2 separate regions of the Zea mays genome follow, and region 1 is linked to region 2. Evidence: chromatin contacts called from public Hi-C data. All regions are on one chromosome and are shown on one strand. The core of a region is the stretch at or near the end of the contact, and the rest is flanking DNA. Distances in the headings are between cores, read along the strand shown. Region 1 has its middle 40 kb from the start of LOC103626734. Region 2 holds the start of LOC542328 (vacuolar proton pump homolog 1).

What was found. Hi-C and Micro-C count contacts between places; a contact is called where the count stands out from the background.
Region 1: a Hi-C map of leaf shows a contact between it and region 2, with 8 times the contacts expected there. The contact joins the enhancer-like site here to the promoter of LOC542328 in region 2. A contact is called at or near these places in 13 of 25 Hi-C or Micro-C datasets (bundle sheath, ear, leaf and 3 more) and 2 of 3 datasets of contacts at active chromatin or transcription factors (leaf and seedling).

What each region holds. Positions count from the first base shown.
Region 1 is chr5:98,505,586-98,510,645 of Zm-B73-REFERENCE-NAM-5.0, reverse strand. No RefSeq gene overlaps it. Among protein-coding and RNA genes, the nearest start is that of LOC103626734, 40 kb to the left of the region's middle. Within about 2 kb of position 2,770, at least 13 of the 20 cell types and tissues checked have an H3K27ac peak or open chromatin away from gene starts, as enhancers often do. A contact at or near this core is called in bundle sheath, ear, leaf and 2 more, where this site is marked.
Region 2 is chr5:98,129,344-98,134,056 of Zm-B73-REFERENCE-NAM-5.0, reverse strand. It overlaps LOC542328 (vacuolar proton pump homolog 1), which reads left to right and starts at 1,456. Exons shown (of 8, transcript NM_001111910.2): 1 at 1,456-1,802. The coding sequence starts at 1,553.

The DNA of each region.
Region 1 (5,060 bases), core at 1,521-4,020, 380 kb before region 2:
GAGCACCACACCTCGTGCATGTCCTTCACGATCAGACGCGTGTCCCACCAATTCTCGACCATGCCGGCAACACGGTCCACTCCACCACGTCCTCGCACAAGTGTGTCCCAGGTGTCAGCCACCGCGGTTGGTCACCTGGCTGCTCTGATCCGTCAGTCAAGACCTAGCACTCGCCCTTCACCGCTCCCGGTCCATCAGCACGAGCCCGCATGACCTTCACCTCAGCCATCAACCATCGTTCCTGTGCTCCTCATCTGCACACCACAAGTCGACCTACATGGTTCCACAAGCTTAATCTCACACTCTAGTCAGTCCATTGAATACCCAGAGTGCTACCCATTGACAATCACTCATCATCAACCCGAACCACAAGGGACAAGTCAACCTTGTGTTCGCAATCCATTGCTGTCGTGGCTTTCCCGACTGGATCCACCACTGTCACGACCTTGCTTGCTCGATCCGTCATCCCTTTGGCCGGATCGTTGTCTTCATGGCTGGATCCGTCGCTGTCGTAGCTTCCCGACCGGATCTGTCGATACCCCTTCTATTCTGCCGTGGGTGCAGCCACCCGACCAACACATACGCGTGCGCTGCCGCCGACCTCCCTAGCGATGCTCCTCAACGTCTGGACACGGAAAGAAGCCAGAAGGCCCTCGAGCCTGCTGCTGCTCTCCTTTTATTGTGTCACCCCGCCGACCATTGATGCTCGAATGTCGACCCTCCGAAGAACGAGGCAGCGCATCATCTACACAGAGTGCACACTAGTCTCTATTCCAACCGCAACACTCGCACCCTCATGATGCTGCGACTGCGGGAAGATTTCAACACGTCGACTCTTACCTTCGTCTTCTACTTCAGTCTCATCATTTACGGTGCTCCCGTTGTGATTGCGGGGGATGTTAGAGTGTGTGTTTCTATTATCTATGTATGTGTAATTGGGTTGACACCACTATTGGGCTATCGGCCCATTAGAGTTAGGGATTTCTCTGAGTCTATATATATATAACCTTCCTCTATGCAATAGATATGAAGTTCCAGTTTCCAATACCAAGTAATAATTTACTAGTACATATATGTATACATGAGAAAAAAACTAGACTTGAATCTAGTGTTCTATATAGGTCAGATAGAATGTGCTTTGTAAGCCAGGTATGAATTCATGAATCTGATAACGAACGCCTTTGCATTGTAAAGCAAAATAGCCAATCAATGAGTTACTTTACCAGTGTGCATAGTTTGATACGGAACGACAAACAAGGCCGAAACAAACATAAAAAAAATCAACATAGGAGTTATATACAATGAAGTATTTAAGAGTGTTTGTTTTGAAGAATCACTTAATTCAAGATGAGACGTTGTATTATAAATCCAATTCTTAAATTTGGTGGGATGACTCCATTATTTATGTTAGTATTAAGTAATTAATTATGAGTAATAAGTTGATAATGGATCAACTCATTCTATTCTACTCCTTCAATTTTTTTTTATTTATCGCGTTTTAGTTCAAAAATATATTAACGGAGTGACAAATATTCAAGAATGAAGTATAAACAAAAAAAAGTGATAAATGAGAAGATGATAGACTAGTTTATTACTCAAACCTTATTACACGACGATCATGTATTTTAGTCGTGTTTATTCCAGCAGGCGAGCAGATGGAGCTGGCTTAAACAGCAGCCAGGCCGAACAACTCCGACGAACGCAGGAAGCTGATTAGACGGAATAATTTCGGCATCAGAACGTCCTATCTTGCTAATCCTGTAAACGCTTCACTGTACATGACTCCTGCATAGAATTTTTTCCCCGGAATTTTGGACCCTACAGTTAAAAATAATTGTTACTTCGAAGAACAGCAACAACCAAGCCGTCGTCCGTTCGTAAACAATTCTTGGAATGGTTGAATCTGGCTGAAGTTTCAGAACATAGGTAGACTCCTTCGCTATCACGCACCCTCCGCGACGGATGCTCAAATTCGACAGCACCCAAGAAACTAGCTAGGGCTCAAGAGTCAAGAGACAAGCTTAATTTAGGAGCCGTCCAGCTTCTGCATAAGCTAAGCTGCATCAGTATCCAGAGAACATAGAAAACATTTTTAGTACTAGTTTGAGAACCTCATTTTTCTAAATGAATCTTATTTTCATAAGAGAAAAAGAACTAATTTTCTTTAGAAAAATAAAACTACCTTAAAAAATAAAATTTCCAAGCCCTTAGATGTTAAAAAAACAAACAAATTAGAGGAACCGAAACCATTTAGTAGGGAATGAGAGTTATCATTTGTGGCTTAGTGGGAATTTAAAAAATGAAAAATGGATCTCTAAAGCTATCTCCAGCAGATCTTCTATCTCATTTTTTTATTTAGGGCTAGTTTGAGAACATCATTTTCTTATGTGATTTCTATTTTCATAAGGAAAAATAAACTAATTTTTTTTGGGAAAATGAAAATCCTCTGGAAAAATGTGGTTTCCAAGCTAGCTCTTAAATTTTTCTTTGTAAACAGTGTCATCTACAATTCTGTACCGCCTGTTTTCTATGAGATCGATCGAGTCGAAAAGGACCGGGACTAACGGCTGCCACCAATTGAGCCACTATGAATATCTCTCCTGGCCTCCTGTTGCAGCCATGCACACACATGAAAAGCTGTCTCATTCTGGTAGATAGAGAACAGCACCGCGCGCGGCAGTACCAGACGGTGGTCCATTCATCCCCTGAGCAGAATCATATCTACATTGCAGAGCCATAACCATAGGAACCTGTGTCCTGCAACGCCCTGAAAGAGATAAGAGGGCCAATGGCAGCATGGGAGCTGTAAAGCAGGCATCTATCTATCTGCATCAGAGCCAGATCACACCCTTCGAGCCTGAAAACGATAAGCTCCGTCCAGAGGATCACACGCACCGCACGTAGGATATGCGTGTAGATGCCCGCTTTTTTTTTTTTTTGTTCTCTCTCTTTTTCTGCCTTGCATTGCATATATATGGCTGACAGGCTGCACTTGTGCTTCTTTAGTAGTATTAGCAGCAGTAGCAGCATGTCGTAGTTGTATAGGGTACCAGGATGGGGTGCTATGCCTGAATTTATTGTGGCCTGAATGGACTTCGTGATCTGAAACTGAAATCGCTTATCCGCACTGTATGGCAACGGAGTTTTTCCAACAGATAGCAGTATCCTCCACTCCAAAACAAAACCAAGTATTTTTTTCCCAAGATTTGGAACTTATTGGCAGATGCCAAAACTCCCTGTCATATATATACTATGATGGGAAAAACTCATATATATGCTCGTTGCTCTGATCCTTGATGGTCCAGGCGAACATACCTGTGGTAGCGTTGGATGCAAGCTATCCACCCGTAGCAACGGAAGTTGCGCGTTCTAAGAAAGCTCATCTGTTCGGAACATATACCTTTCTCCTTATGTTGGAATATATTCTTCGCGCGCCACATAGACTGAGAGCACGTGTTGCTATAGATGATAATGAACTTTAAATTTTACGCTATAAGATTTAAGAATTGTTGGAAAAATTAACAATGCCTAAGATTAATTTTATAATGCAGCATAAAACGAAAAACCCAGATAATATCGACAACATTAGAACAAAACAGATCTGAACTATTTCAACAAGATTAACACATAAAAGAAGAATCGACAACGGATCTAACTATAAGACCGTCATCGCAATAAACTGAAAAAGCAAATTTACTCACAGTGATTTCCACGAGTGTTGAAGAAGAACCCGAACGGACGTGCGCGAAGCACTTCCCAGAAACCTGATTCGCCGGCACCTATGCAGGTCGTCAAAATACCAGCGGTGGTTCGGAGACACCACTCTCCTTTGATCTGCCGCACGACAGACGAAACGATGGCAGTGCAGAGAAGTGACAGCGCATAGAATTGAGAAGAAGAGGACGAGTCGGTTGTTATTCGCATGTTTCCTCCAACTGAAAGACGTCTGCCCTATATAGATGGGCCACCGCAACCCCTTGATTAGATCTGCTAAATTCCAGAAACCGCCCTCTGGAATATCTCTATGTGCAACCGTCCAGAGATCTCGCACGTAACGTGCGTGCCCATTCCTACTGGTTGACATGGCAATCTAGGTGTGATATTTGATAACCAAATAAACAAAAAGAAAAAAATTAAACTGCCGTTTAGAACTCATCACAACGCGATCGCGCATTTTCATAAGTCACAAGTCACGCGATAAATAACGCGAAAAAACGTGAAACGCGAACGAGCGTGCACGCGTGACAGCCTCCATAGCCCTTTATTTGTGTCATGTTAAGAGTAGATAACACTCCACCATATAAGCTAGTTCTCTCCTACCTAGATGGACGATATGAGACTAAAGTCCCATGCCATCTATATATACATACCACCTTGGCTTCCTTATTGAATTAAGCCGTACACTAGTGAGCCTAATTCCAACAAGGATCAGATCAGATTAGAATCAGACCATATTTCTATTTATTTTAGAACTAAAATTTATTTAGGGCTCTATTATTTTGTGAAGAGCCATTTAGATCGTGATCCATTACCACCCTATCTGTTGTCCACTCAGGTGTCTATGGTGGAGATAGGTATATGGAGGAGGAAAACAGATGAAAATGTGGCCAGTTCAGAGGTGCTGTTAGCTGATTCTGTCAGACTTGCTGTGCACTCAAATTTCACAGCATAGTAACAAGAATTCATGTTGTTGGTGGGTTTGTTGCTAAATCGCCTTCTGGGGTCTGTGTGTGTGGTACGAAAATGGGCTAAAACGACGTTTGTTCTTGAGTAATTGCGATGTGAAATCAACTATTTTCACTTTATAAGTGATGTACTTACGCAGGCATGACAGTAACAACAAAGTTAAATCGATTAAATGGAAGTTGTTTGCTAGCAAAGCAGATTGGTGGTTATAGCAGAAAGGTTGTTGAGTTTGAACTGTCAAACGTACGTGTAGTTTCTTCCTCCCACAAGACAATCCATTTTGTTCGTTACTTCATGCCTTGAATTGATTTATAAAAGCATGTCGCCTTTGGCCCCCTTTTGTAGAGCGAAAAAAGTCGTTACTTCATGCCTTG
Region 2 (4,713 bases), core at 207-2,706:
GGATCAGAAAGAAGTGAGCGGCCGCACGCCACCCCGTAGCCCATACAACGGCCTTCCTCCGGGCCTCGCCCTTTTCGCACGTCAGCGTCTTGCTTTCTTTAATGCCGTTTTAATGGCCACCTGTCGTGTAAGTGTAACACAAGTGTCGAATAGGAAATTCACGAGCTGTCAAAAACCACATGAGGTTTGTTTTTGACCCGCGACCGCGAGCTTGCTAACGCAAGGTTTCAGTTCTCGCCGAAACGAAACAAAATGACGGTGCCGCGCTTGCGCTGTCATTTTTTTGTTTTCGACGGCCAGGCTGAAACTGTATGGCTGAGGATGTCACTGAGCTTCTTGTTTCCTAGTGAAAATGGTAGAGAGCAGTTACTTGTTCACGTGAGAGAAGAAACTAAAGAGAAAATAAATTAGCCTTTCTGCCTTTGTGACTGTTTTGAACTTTTGATATATATATCCAGCCTTCCGCATGCTATATTTGAATCTCAATAAACGGTGCTAGGGGGGTTTTAGCAAAAGTACTTCAATGTTCAATACTGTCTTAATAGACGTCCTTCTCTAACATCAAGGAGTACATTGCGTACGGGCCCTATTTATTTCGGTTTTTGGCTGTTAGAATCGGCTTTTGGCAGCCAAATATTTTGTTTTTCAGATTGCTTACATGAGAATCGCGTCTGTAAAAATCGTCTAAATCAACGTTAATATAAAATCCTAAATTGTGCAGAGCCCTCCACCTTTCTTAACACACAACACAGGTCTCAGGATATTCAAATCCATATAAGAGCTAGATTATTCAGTAGTCCAGATTCCGACCAAAACTCTTTAGGATGCTATCACAAACAAACATGTCCATATTCTTTCGTGATTTTAACGTATCGTTTTCGTGCCCTCTAACCAAAACACTCCCAAACTTGTTTTCGCTTTTCGAAAGGAGGCTCGAAATTATGAAACTAAATTTTAGGAATAAAGACACAATTGCGACACAAAAATAACCTTTTTTTACCCAACTTCACACCACCATATGTAGGTCTTCGTGCTACCGGATTTGCCAACACCTATAAAATTTATGTCAGGTTGTCACGGCTTTACTATTATCGCGTCTAACTTCAAACACATCTGGAGATGCATTGATCTCGCGCGCGGCTTGAAAATTTAGTTATTAGGTTGGTAAAAGACTAGGTTAGGTAAGAAATTTGAAAACAAAAATCCATGGGAGATGTTTTTACGTAGAAGAATAGTGAGAATTTGAGAAACTTTATTTCCTAAGAAACAAAGAAAGTTTTGGTGAAATAATTGAAACGAAAAATTCGAGAAACTAGAAGCCCGATAATGCCCTTCTCCTCTACCAACTACCAGCGCAGTCACTCGCCTCTGCACACGTCGCTGATGCTCGTCTTCCTTCCTTCCCATCCTTTATAAGGCCCGGCCGCGGCTCTGCTCGCCTCTCCTCCCTTCCCTCCCGTACCGTATCAGTCTCCCGGATTCTCTCCGGTTCGTGGGAGGGCCAAAGCTTCGAGTTAGGAAAACCCTACCGCTGTGGGAGTAGCCTCCGGCGATGGCTGCGGCGGCGATCCTGCCGGAGCTGGCGACGCAGGTGCTCATCCCGGTCGCGGCGGCCGTGGGCATCGCGTTCGCGGTGGTGCAGTGGGTGCTGGTCTCCAAGGTGCGGGTCACCCCCGAGCGCCGCGCGGACGGCGGGGCCGTGAAGAGCGGGCCCAGCGACTACCTCATCGAGGAGGAGGAGGGACTCAACGACCACAACGTCGTCGTCAAGTGCGCCGAGATCCAGACCGCCATCTCTGAAGGTGAGAGGCTGAGCGCTGGCTCTGTGTTTGGCTGGTTGCATATACTCGCGCGCGTTTTAATTTCGCTCCACTCTTTGTTTGAAGTTGGTACGCGGGGGTGCTTCGATTATTTGGGTTGGATGCTGTTGGAAATGATCGAAACCTTACGTGCTTTGCTTATTGGCTTAGGCACGACCGCACGAGTTGGTGCTCTGGATTTGATTTTCGAGGAAAAGGATCGTGGGAAATAATTCTGTTCTTGCAACATAGTACTGTATATGTTTATATTTTGTATGTTTTGTATTTTATAAAAAATAAACGATTCTATTTAACGATGGTCTCCCAATCACCTCTGTTACGGAATCAACTTTGATTTTTATCGGATGTCTTGCTTGCTAGTTGCTATGTGACGAGACGGTTGGAGGAAACAATCATTTATTGCGGCTTATGTGTTGCCTTGCTCGGTGATGTGAGAACGTCGTGCGTACGCAAGTTTCATGTTTGGACATGAGACTTTTAATCAGTTCCTAGCTTTAATAAAGGAGGAGACAGCTTGTTTGCAAACGACAAGCAAAGGCGCTACTCTTTTCACGGTCTTTTTTTTTTCTTGTTGGTTTTTTTTCGGGCGGGATGGGGGTACCCGTACCCGAATAACTCAGAGAGTTGCTAAACCATAGATGTCTGATTTTTGCTTTATTTTCAGATGGCAAACAACATCTATCTAATCTACAACTATCAGAACTTAGACTTAAATCTTAGAACCGAATACCTTCTCTCTTATTGCTAGTTTATCTTTGCTAGTTTATCTTCACTTACGGAAATGTGAATAACTTAATATTGCATTAGTGTTCCAACCTTCCAGGCTATGGATCTACGGACGGCCTTAAACTAGCTGTTGTCTCTACTTTATGCAGCAGAGATTACACTAAGCTTTTGTAGTTAATTGAACCCTAATCCTTGGGGCACAGCTAATTCTGGTCCACCTAGATATCCTTTTAGAGGTATCTTTTGGGAATGTGTGGGCGTGGTCAAAATTGGTCGTAATAGTTTGGTCGTATGGTCAGAAGCTGCCTGTGGGGTAACAGATGAGGGGATAAGTCCCAGCGGTCTGAGAAGTACACAGGAGTGGCCAGTGGGGTTGCAGATAAAGAGATAAGTTCTCGCAGCACGTGGTCCTCGCTACTCAATCTTCACTGCAGCTGATATTAACTGTAGTCGGTCCAGACTTCATCTTGTGGGATCCACATGGTCTACATCCTGCCGCGCTTTGGTAATTTCATAATTCATTGAATTCCTTGCATGTGCACATGTGCGGGGAAGTACTGATGCAGATGAATTGTTGCACTTTGTATTGTGTTCCAGTAAGGGGGTGTTTGGTTTGTAGGGACTATTTTTTAGTCCCTACATTTTATTCTACTTTAGTTACAAAATTATCAAATATAGAAACTAAAACTCTATTTTAGTTTCTATATTTGTCAATTTATATACTAAGATGGAACAAAATGAAGGGACTAAACATTGGTCCCTAGAAACCAAACACACTCTAACATTTCAGACCTAATTGTTGATGTACTCGTGGTAGTTCTTATCTAATCTAATAATACGAAGATAACGATAAATATGTGGTAGCTATCTTTCTGAATTAACGATTGGATGATATCTCATATTCATCGTTGATGATACCTGGGAGCAATAATCGTGTAGGTCAGTCAAATGTGACCTTTTCTGTGAAGGTGATTGTGTGTTTGGTTTTACTGTTTACACAACGGGCAAGAGACAGATCATGTAGTTTCTGTAGCTTTAGCAGTGAAACTTAGTGAGCTATTTTCTCCCTAATTACCGAACTATTTTGACATTCACTAGTTGCTGCCTTATTTGCTAAGAGTTCATTTAAAATAAGCTGACTTAGTATAGGCATTTTTAAAGCTTGTTGAGTTGGATTTGGTTAGTTCTCAATTTCCCGTTGCAGCACCAATTGCCTACGGCATGTTGTAGTTGCCGGTTTAGTCTTGATGGATAAGTTTTCAATGGACCTCGTGGTTTTCATTTAAGTTAGCACTGAATTAATTTGCTCTTAAGGCAGCTATCAGTCTGTCACTGTTTACCATTTATCTGTAGTTCTCTGTTCCAGTTGGTTTGATGTTGACTCATGTACCTGTGCTGTTCTGACCGTGACAACATTAAAAGGTGGAAAACTGCTATTATCTACCGCTAGAATCTTAATTTGGCTTGTTTTTTCAGGATGCGTAATAAAGGTACATAAATTGAGCAACTTATACCCAGTCTACCTAAAATGGGTTTGATTGATCAAATCCATGCATGCAAGTGATGAAGTGAAGGATTGCGATGCTCCTCCGTTCCAAATTATAAGATATTCTAACTTTATTGGAGAGTCAAAACATCTCAAGTTTGACCAAAATTATTACAGAGAGAATTACAAAGATTTATGGCATTAAATAAGTAAAATATGAAAATAGAATTAATGAAGAATCTAACAATGTAACAAAGGTACATAAATTAAGCAACTTATACCCAGTCTACCTAAAATGGGTTTGATCAAATCCATGCATGCAAGTGATGAAGTGAAGGACTGCGATGCTCCTCCGTTCCAAATTATAAGATATTCTAACTTTATTGGAGAGTCAAAACATCTCAAGTTTGACCAAAATTATTACAGAGAGAATTACAAAGATCTATGGTATTAAATAGGTAAAACATGAAAATAGAATTAATGAAGAATCTAACAATACTTATTTAGTATCATAAATATTATTACTTTATTATATAAATTTAGTTAAACTTGAGATGTTTTGACTCTTAAAAAAAGTCAGAATGACTTATAATTTAGGACAGAGGGACTGAGGGAGTATAAAACTTATCTTCTTCATATAGGATCAAAGAGCTGTTCCCATTTAGGCCTGTTTCATAGTGA